Regions from separate parts of the Rattus norvegicus genome. Here region 1 is linked to region 2. The links are chromatin contacts, called in public Hi-C maps. All regions are on one chromosome and are shown on one strand. Each heading gives the region's core, a stretch centred on a gene start, on an enhancer-like site or on the middle of the called end of the contact. The rest is flanking DNA. Distances are from core to core; before and after follow the strand shown.

The links. A called contact is a pair of places that touch in the nucleus more often than the background predicts.
Region 1: a contact with region 2 is called in a Hi-C map of liver, with 3 times the contacts expected there. The contact joins the promoter of Zfp7 here to the promoter of Lrrc24 in region 2. A contact is called at or near these places in 1 of 12 Hi-C or Micro-C datasets (liver) and 1 of 1 datasets of contacts at active chromatin or transcription factors (oligodendrocytes).

The regions. Positions count from the first base shown.
Region 1 is chr7:110,486,276-110,490,419 of GRCr8, reverse strand. It overlaps Zfp7 (zinc finger protein 7), which reads right to left and starts at 2,042. Exons shown (of 5, transcript NM_001401065.1): 1 at 1,997-2,042; 2 at 382-425; 3 at 1-46. The coding sequence starts at 384.
Region 2 is chr7:110,323,704-110,328,079 of GRCr8, reverse strand. It overlaps Lrrc24 (leucine rich repeat containing 24), which reads left to right and starts at 3,006. Exons shown (of 7, transcript NM_001135896.1): 1 at 3,006-3,019. C7h8orf82 (similar to human chromosome 8 open reading frame 82) reads left to right here and starts at 1,328. Exons shown (of 3, transcript NM_001007751.1): 1 at 1,328-1,492; 2 at 1,924-1,972; 3 at 2,144-3,672. The coding sequence starts at 1,331. The coding sequence ends at 2,589. It overlaps Arhgap39 (Rho GTPase activating protein 39), which reads left to right. Exons shown (of 12, transcript NM_173122.3): 12 at 1-1,162. The coding sequence ends at 111.

The sequences.
Region 1 (4,144 bases), core at 793-3,292, 160 kb before region 2:
CTTCCCGAGAGAAGTGCACAGCCACGTCGCCAAATGTCACCGTCTCCTGAAAGGACACACACAGCATCCCAGATACCCCTAGGTGCCAGCTCTTCTATGGCCCTAGAATATATTATATCTCAAGCAGGTGACCCATGAGATTGAATTAGAGTCATGGGGATCCTTTTGGCTCCTAAATCTTAGAAGAAAAGAAGGGACTTAATCCAAGGGAGTGACCTTACGCTCCTCCCACTGAACAGGCAGGGGCTGAGCCTGGCAGAAGCCACAATGAGGGTCACAGCTAGATGCGTGATCAGGCCCAGGGGAAAGGATAGATCCTCAAAGTAGGAAGTGGGGGCTTAACAGTAGTAGAGAGGGGACACAGGCAGCTAGGCTTCCTACCATGAGATGGGGAGGGTGGGACCCGCTGGTCTTGACTCAGACACCTGTGAGAAATTATGAAAAGATCAGAGGTCAGAGTGGAGGAAGTCCCCCAATTCCCAGGGTGAACCCCCTGTTTCTTTTCCACCCATGCCAGACATACAGACACACCAGACTGGGCAAAGGCAGCACTGACATTTGAGTATCAGATCCTGAGCCACCTGTCTGTGTGGGAGTGAGGGCTTGAGCCATGATGTACGGCTGCTGGGGTGGGGGGTGTTGAAACACACCTTTAGTCTCTGAGTTCGAAGCCAGCCTGGTCCACAGAATGAGCTCCAGGACAGCTAAGACTACTCAGAGAAACCCTGTCTTGATAAACCAAGAATGAATGAATGAATGAATGAATGAGTGAGTGGCTGCCATAGGCCACAACTGAACAATGAGGGAGACAACTGAATTTACAGGAACTTTGCCTTCATGGGACATCGGTAGAAAAGACAAATAACCACATATAAAATCACATCCAGTGGGCTGGGGATTTAGCTCAGCGGTAGAGCGCTTGCCTAGCGAGCACAAGGCCCTGGGTTCGTTCGGTCCCCAGCTCCGAAAAAAAGAAAAAAGAAAAAGAAAAAAAAAATCACATCCATGATAGGGCTGAAGTACGGGGACTAGGAATGTGTTTAATGAGAAACTCTGGTAAAGTTTAAAGGATGCCTTCCCCGGGGACTTAGGCCAAGGTGGTGGTCAAGGTATGAAATGCACTTTAGGACCTTAAAATAGACCAAAGTGTGGCAGTCTGTGAACCAGAGTGGGCGAGGGCAGTAGAGTTAACTGGAGGCAGTAGCAGGCAGGGCCAGAAAAAAACATTTTTTTCTTCAGAAGGAAAAACAGAATCCCTGTACCCGCGTACCTAAATTCCAGAACAGGCTATAGATGCCCAAAGTCACAAGAATGACATCAACAGAGGACCAAAGCTCTGAGGCCCCTCCTGGCACACACAAACACCTAACAGGGAGGTCAAAATGGGAGGGAGGAAGCTGGCTTCCTAGCTGGCTTTTGGCCCAGGTATCTGGCCACTGGCTAGCCCAAGTAGCAGTGAACATTAGAAAAGGGTTACCGGGGTTGGGGATTTAGCTCAGTGGTAGAGCGCTTGCCTAGGAAGCGCAAGACCCTGGGTTCGGTCCCCAGCTCCGGAAAAAAAAAAAAAGGGTTCCCCTCTCAGACCTCAGCATTTTGACAGCCAATGGGAAATCGCGGTCTCAGATACAGAAGGGCAAATCCTGAGGTGCCATCTGAGTCCACAACCGTGACAACACTGTCAGCCTCTTGTCACCGACTCCAGGTCATTCAGGTGCAGAGGTGAGAGATGGTCCCAGAAAGTGATTACTCAAGGAACTAGGGAGGCCGCAGCCAGACCCAGGCCTGGAGGGAAGCAACCTTACTCAGGCCCGACCCTGGAGCTCGGGAGCAGGCTAGAGGGGCTGGGGTGCTCGGCTATTCAACCCGCATCCACTGGGACCAAGTCGCCCACCAGGCACTCACAACAGCACCGAGCCGCCTGCGCCTACCATCTCTTTTGGGGAGGGAGAGGCAAGTGCCCCTTGTCCTGACAACAAGAAAAGCAACTGCAACTCACCGGCCGGGACGCGTCAGGGACCCGCCAACAATCTAGCCACCGGAAACGGCTTTGCACGCCTATCCCTCTGTGTCCCACCCGGCCGACTTCCGTCCGTTCGGATCCGCTCGCAGGCCAAAGCACCCAGTTGCTTCTCCAGCATCGCCCCCACTCCTGTAACCTCGGGGGCGGGGCCACAAGTTGTCACCCTGTAAAGAGCTGGTCTAGAGTCTGAGGGCAGGACGTGGAGTGTGGGCCGGGAGGTGTGGCTGAAGGTCAAGGAAGGCGGAGGCGCGAGCAGGAGGCGGGGCCAGAGGCGGGGACTCGGTCAGATTCCGGCGATCGTCTAGCGGAGGCGGAGCCCACAGTAGAATGTTTAACCTGCTGTGGGCCGCTGTGGCTGGTGAGCGGAGCTGCGTGAGAGAAAAATCCTATCTGCAGGCTGGAAGAGCTGGCCTTCAGGGAAAGTCATCCCTGCTGGGTCAGACTCCCCTTGAATCACCAGCTTAGGATTCTGTGTTTTTTTTGTTTTTTTTTTCAGGCTTACCCTGTCAGGATGTAGCCTGTTAGCTTTTCCTTAGCATAAGGAACGCTAGTGAGCACCAGATGTCTTTACTATCTGGTGGCAGAGAGGACGCTGGTCTGGGGCTTTAAGGGAACAGGTAGGGGAAGCTGGAGGCTGGAGTGGAGTTCTCTATGGCTGTTGGGTCAGACACTCTAGGATCTGAGAGGCTATGGAGGGAGAACCCCAATAGAGGTCTCTAGCCCAGGGCTCTCTGTTTTGGATGTCAAGGGGCAGTTGCTACCATGGTCTAAACTCTCCTCAGCTTCTTGCAAAAAAGGATCGCTGGATTGTCCCCAGACCAATACTCTGAGACTTAAAGACTCAGAGCAGAGGTCACAAACTGGATCTGAAGACACATACAAATGCCAAGACTAAATGTGAAAAAGTAAGGTAAAGTCTTAAATAATGTATCTGTGGGTCTGGAGAGATGCCTCAGTGGCTGAGAGCACTGAGTGCACATCCAGAGGATCCCAGTTCAACTCCTGGCACCAACATGACGGCTCACAAATGTCTGTAAATCCAATTCCAGGGAATCTGACACTCATGCCAATGCTTATAAAATAAATTTAAAGATATCTTTTTGTTATTTTTTAAAGATTTATTTATTTATTTTGTATATGAGTATATGTTGCTGTCTTCAGACACACCAGAAGAGGGCATCAGATCCCATTACAGATGGTTGTCAGCCACCATGTGGTTGCTGGGAATTGAACTCAGGACCTCTGGAAGAGCAGTCAGTGCTCTTAACCACTGAGCCATCTCTCCAGCCCATAAAATAAATTTAAAACAATAATAATACATCTTCAACAGTGATAATATGGAATGAGATAAAACCTGGCCAGCGGGGTTGGGGATTTAGCTCAGTGGTAGAGCACTTGCCTAGCAAGCGAAAGGCCCTGGGTTCGGTCCCCAGCTCCGAAAAAAAAAGAAAAAAAAAAAAAAAAAAAAACAAAACAAAACAAAAAAACCTGGCCAGCCCAGTGAAGATGTCAACTCCCAAAATCTTCTTTCATGGATCCCCAGACATCTTATGGCCTGTGTAAAACCCTTTCTTAGTCTATCTTTCTTCTCTGTCTCTGTCTCTGCCCCTGCCCTTTGACAGGACTTCAAGATATAAATGAGGCTTTGCCAGAGGTGGTGGGGGTGGTGGCACAAGTCATTAACCTCAGCACTTCCAAGGCAGAGGTAGGTGGATCTCTGAGTTCAAAGTCAGCCTGGTGAGCAAGTTCCAGGACAGCCAATGCTATATAGAGAGACCTTGTCTCAAACAAAAACAAACCAAAAAACTGTGATATCTCTCTCTCTCTCTCTCTCTCTCTCTCTGTGTGTGTGTGTGTGTGTGTGTGTGTGTGTGTGTGTGTGTGTGTTTACTGGGCTGGCCTAGAATTCACTATGTAATCCAAACTTTAACTTGCAATCCTCCTGCCTCAACTCCCAAGTGCTAGAATCACAGGGGCACACCACCATGCCAGCACCTCCCTCAGTCTCCTCCCCCCCCCCCCACCCCCGGAGCTGGGGACTGAACCCAGGGCCTTGCGCTTCCTAGGCAAGCGCTCTACCACTGAGCTAAATCCCCAACCCCTCAGTCTTTAGTTAGATAAGTG
Region 2 (4,376 bases), core at 1,757-4,256:
TGCCAGTCGGATGATCCTCGTGTCATCTTCGAGAATACACGAAAGGAGATGTCCTTCCTTCGAGTGCTCATTCAGCATTTAGATACCAGCTTCATGGAGGGCGTGCTATAGCACGCGGGCTATGGACTCCTAGGGTGACACCCGGGGAGGTGGGAGGGAAGGCCCCAGCGCGAGGCAGCATGCCAGGCCCCGCCAGCCGCCCGCCCTGCCCCAGGCCCTCCCGGGCAAAGCAGCCACGCCATATCTCGTGGCCAGTTCCTGTGGGTACCGGCTCGCCCTGCCGGTCGCAAGCAAGCCAGCCCCGAGAAGTGCCTTCTGTTTCCCGGAGCCGAGCAACACTGCCCTCCTGGTCGGCTGAAGCACATACCGCGTTGCTCAGGGCAACACGACCTTGTTCCCCTCTTCAGAGCAATCCTCCACCAAGGCACTCGTGCCCTGATCCCTCTTACCCTAGTCTAGGGGCCTCTGGCTGGGGCCTGAAGGAGAATTAGAGGTGCTCTGGAGAGCTGTGCTGGCCACCACTAGGACACAACTCTGTTGACCCAATGCCTAATAGGTCTTTGTGAAAGGGGAGGCCCCAAACCAAAGCCCTCTAGGGCAGGGCCAGGGCTAGGCAGGCTTTCTTGGGGAGGGTGGGGGAGGATGAGAGGTTTTGTTTTGTTTTGGGGGGCTTTTTTTTTTTTTTGAGTACAGAACCTATCCCATACCCAGCCTACTTGTGTATAAAGATATAAATAGAATGACAGATGTCAGAACTAAGTTTGCTAAGGACATAGTTTTAACCAGATGCTATTTATCTCTTGAACTGCCGTGTGGTCCTCGCGCTGAGCAAGTTAGCACCACCCTCCTTTGACCTCGCGGCCTCCGACCAAACTCCACTCACAGGCGGCGCGCGGATGAGACCTGCCTGGACTGGTCTGCGTTTTCCATTCTGGAATCTGAGTTCAAACAAATTGTCAAACTTCATTTCTCCTGTTTATATATATATATATTTTTTAGAGTTTTTATTTATTAAAAACAAAAGTCCCGCCATACGGAGGCCCGCAGCTCTCTGGGTCAGGTCCTGGACCTCTCCAGGACCTCTCTGGCCGCAGGCGCTCCCTCGGACGTGTGGATCGAGGGGACAGTGCTCCGTGTGAATAAAGTTCAAGTGCACACTCGCTACCTGTGCTCCAGTTTACTTCTGACACGGCGGGGGTGGGGGGCGGGTCCACATCCCGTAGCTACTTCCGGAGGCGGGTCAGACAGCTCCGCCCCACCGAGCACGTGCTGCCGGCGGAACCCAAAACCCCAAGCACAGCACTGTGTGATCTGTTTCCGGTGTGAAAGGATGTGGCCGCCTTGCGGGGCAATGCGTAACTTGGCTCTAGTCTTGGCGAGGTCGCAGAGAGCTCGGGCCTGCAGTGGGAACGAACGTGTCTCCTACACACAGGGCCAAAGTCCGGAGCCCAGAACCCGCGAGTATTTCTACTATGTGGATCACCAAGGCCAGGTGTGCCTGGCGAGTGACAGAGGGAGGAGTCCCGGGGGAGCAGCGGAATGGGCACCGGGTGGGGAATGGTTCTAGGGACGAGACCTGGGTTAGGTGTTACGTGTAGATTTGGGTTCAAAGCCTAGGCTGGAAGCCGGAAATTCCGGGCCAGCTGCTTACACGGCATCGCAGTCCCGCCCACACTAGTCTGTCCTAGCACCAATCCTAGAGCCAAGTGCTCGTGATTGCTAGTGACAAAGGGCCGTCAAGTCTGCTGTAGAAAAAGGGGTGGGGGCTGCAATGCTGAAAACCTGTCTGTAGAAAGTCCGCAGGGCCCTTTCACATGCCCCCGCCCCGAACAAATCACACAGAAAAGCAAGGACAGCAAACACCACCGGCCTTCGGGCTTTCTTGCCAGGACTTACAGTCCACTGTGTTCCTTCTGTCTGCAGCTTTTCCTAGATGACTCCAAAATGAAGAACTTTATCACCTGCTTCAAAGGTATTGCTTACTGCACTGCTCCCTTATCTCTACCCCGACTCTGAGGGAAGCCCCCATCCACAAAGGGGGTGGGAGGCTAGCTCATGCCAGTGCTGGTGTGCCCAGGAAAAGGAGCGTGTCTGGGAAGCTTGGTCACCGAGCGTGATCAGTCCGTGCCTTTTGTTCCCACAGACCTGCAATTCCTGGTCACTTTCTTCTCCCGTCTGAGACCCAACCACAGCGGGCGCTACGAGGCTTCCTTCCCTTTCCTCTCGCTTTGTGGCAGAGAGCGTAACTTCCTGCGCTGTGAAGACCGGCCAGTGGTCTTCACGCACCTCCTGGCTTCCGACAGCGAGTCACCTCGTCTCTCCTACTGCGGCGGCGGCGAGGCACTGGCCATACCCTTCGAGCCCGCTCGCTTGCTACCCCTGGCGGCCAATGGGCGCCTGTACCACCCAGCACCGGAGCGGGCAGGCGGCGTGGGTCTAGTGCGCTCGGCCCTGGCCTTCGAGCTCAGCGCTTGCTTCGAGTATGGACCTAACTCACCCACGGTCCCCTCTCACGTACAGTGGCAAGGTCGGCGTATCGCCCTAACTATGGATCTGGCCCCGCTGCTGCTCGCTGCCCCGCCCCCCTGAGACTCTGGCTGGGGCTGTGTGGGGAGGGTTAGGGCAAACACTGGGTTTTGTAGTATTCGCAGGTTACCCCTCTCGGCTTCAGAACTCCAGGTTAACCTAGATGTCCACTGTCACCTGCACGGTGACTGAGTGCATTCGCGTGCGCGCGCGCATAGGTGAGCCCTGGGCGACTGTAGGTTGGCGCTGTCCAAGGTTCTGGCGCAGCCCTGCTATCCTCTGTCCCTACAAAGATCCTTTCTCGGCCACCTCTAACCCTTGCACCGGCTTTGCATACCACGGATTGGCCTGCGCCGGTCACGTCAGGCAGTAGGCGCAAGGCGCGCGTGAGCCGGTGCGCGTGCGCGCCCACCCCAACATCCACCCCCCCTCCCGCCGCTTCTCCAGTCTTGCAGCCGCAAGCGCCGCGGGGAGTCGCTCGCCACTGGAGCAGGTGAGGGGGCGGGGAGGGGGGGAGATCCTGGCCCAAGGTCACCGAGCTTGGGGGCGGGATCGGAACCCTCTAGGTTCTGACTGCTGCACCAAGAAAAGGTCATAGGATCTGGCAATGGGAAGGGGTGGAAACCACACCCTCAATGAGCAGGCTCGGACCCACTGGAACGGGAGGGGGCGGTTAAGGGAGGTAGTGCTGGTTAAAAGCGCCGGATCGCAAGGGCTGCCAGAGACCTCAGCTGGGCCTGACAGAGAACACAGGGCTCCTCTCCACCTTCTTCCCCCCTAGATAGCCACCCAGGAGACCGACACCCCACGTCTGCCCAGGATTAGAGGATCATGTCCTGATAAAAGGATTTTTGGGCTTGTCTAGTAAGGGGCCCTTATTCCTGTCATGACTATCTTGCACTGATGCACATCTGGGCTTCTGCATAAGCAGCAGCTCTGATCCCTAATGCACAGATCAAGGCTTTGCTACTGAAGGCTGAACAGATGCGCGAGGCCTGGAGCCAGGGACCAACCATTCGTGCACCAGGAAATAAAACCCAGAAACCTAGCAAACGTCCCCACTTCTTGGGGCTCCACATGCCCTGAGATATCTAGGAGCTGCCTTTGCCTGCGCCAAAGCTATTCCATTAAAACTTTACTGCTGTACTGCTTCATCTCTTTTGACTTTAAATGATCATGTGACTTCCAATTGGTGCAAAATTGAGACAAACACCAAGGCCACTTAGTACAGTTCAACTTGACTCAGAGCAAAGAAGACCTGGTGAATAAGCAGGTATTAAAACACTAAAGCTTGCCAAATGAGCCTGGACACTTGAGAACAGTGCGCCCTTGGTCCTATTTTCTTTAACCTCAAAAAACAGGTTTCTCAGCTTCGGGTAGCTCCGTTAAAACTGAGCCCATTGTGGCTAGAACTAGACCCTAGTCCTTCTGTCCTTAAGTTCCCAGGCACATGCATTAACCTACTGTAGAACACATTTCTTAAGAGTTTCAGAGGTCACCGCTCCCACATTCTACTTAGAAAGCTAGATACCCTGTTGTGATGATAGGAGAGGAACTCAGTGGTATATTGTGTGCTTAAGCCTGTGCTTGATGTGTGGGAGAAACTGAGGTCAATCCCCAGACGGGAGGAAAGAAGAAAATTAAAAACCAGTGATGACCTAAGGTTTCCTCCCACATCCCAGCCAGGACACACACCTTCATCTACTCCAAAAACACAGACCTGTTTGGAACCAGCTTTGGGGCCAAGGCATGGGCTCTGGACTGTTTTTCCTGCTGTTTGTCTTATCCCTCCGTTCTCTAAAACTTACCTGAGAAAGCTAAGCGTGATGGGGCCGCCCCCTGTGACCTTG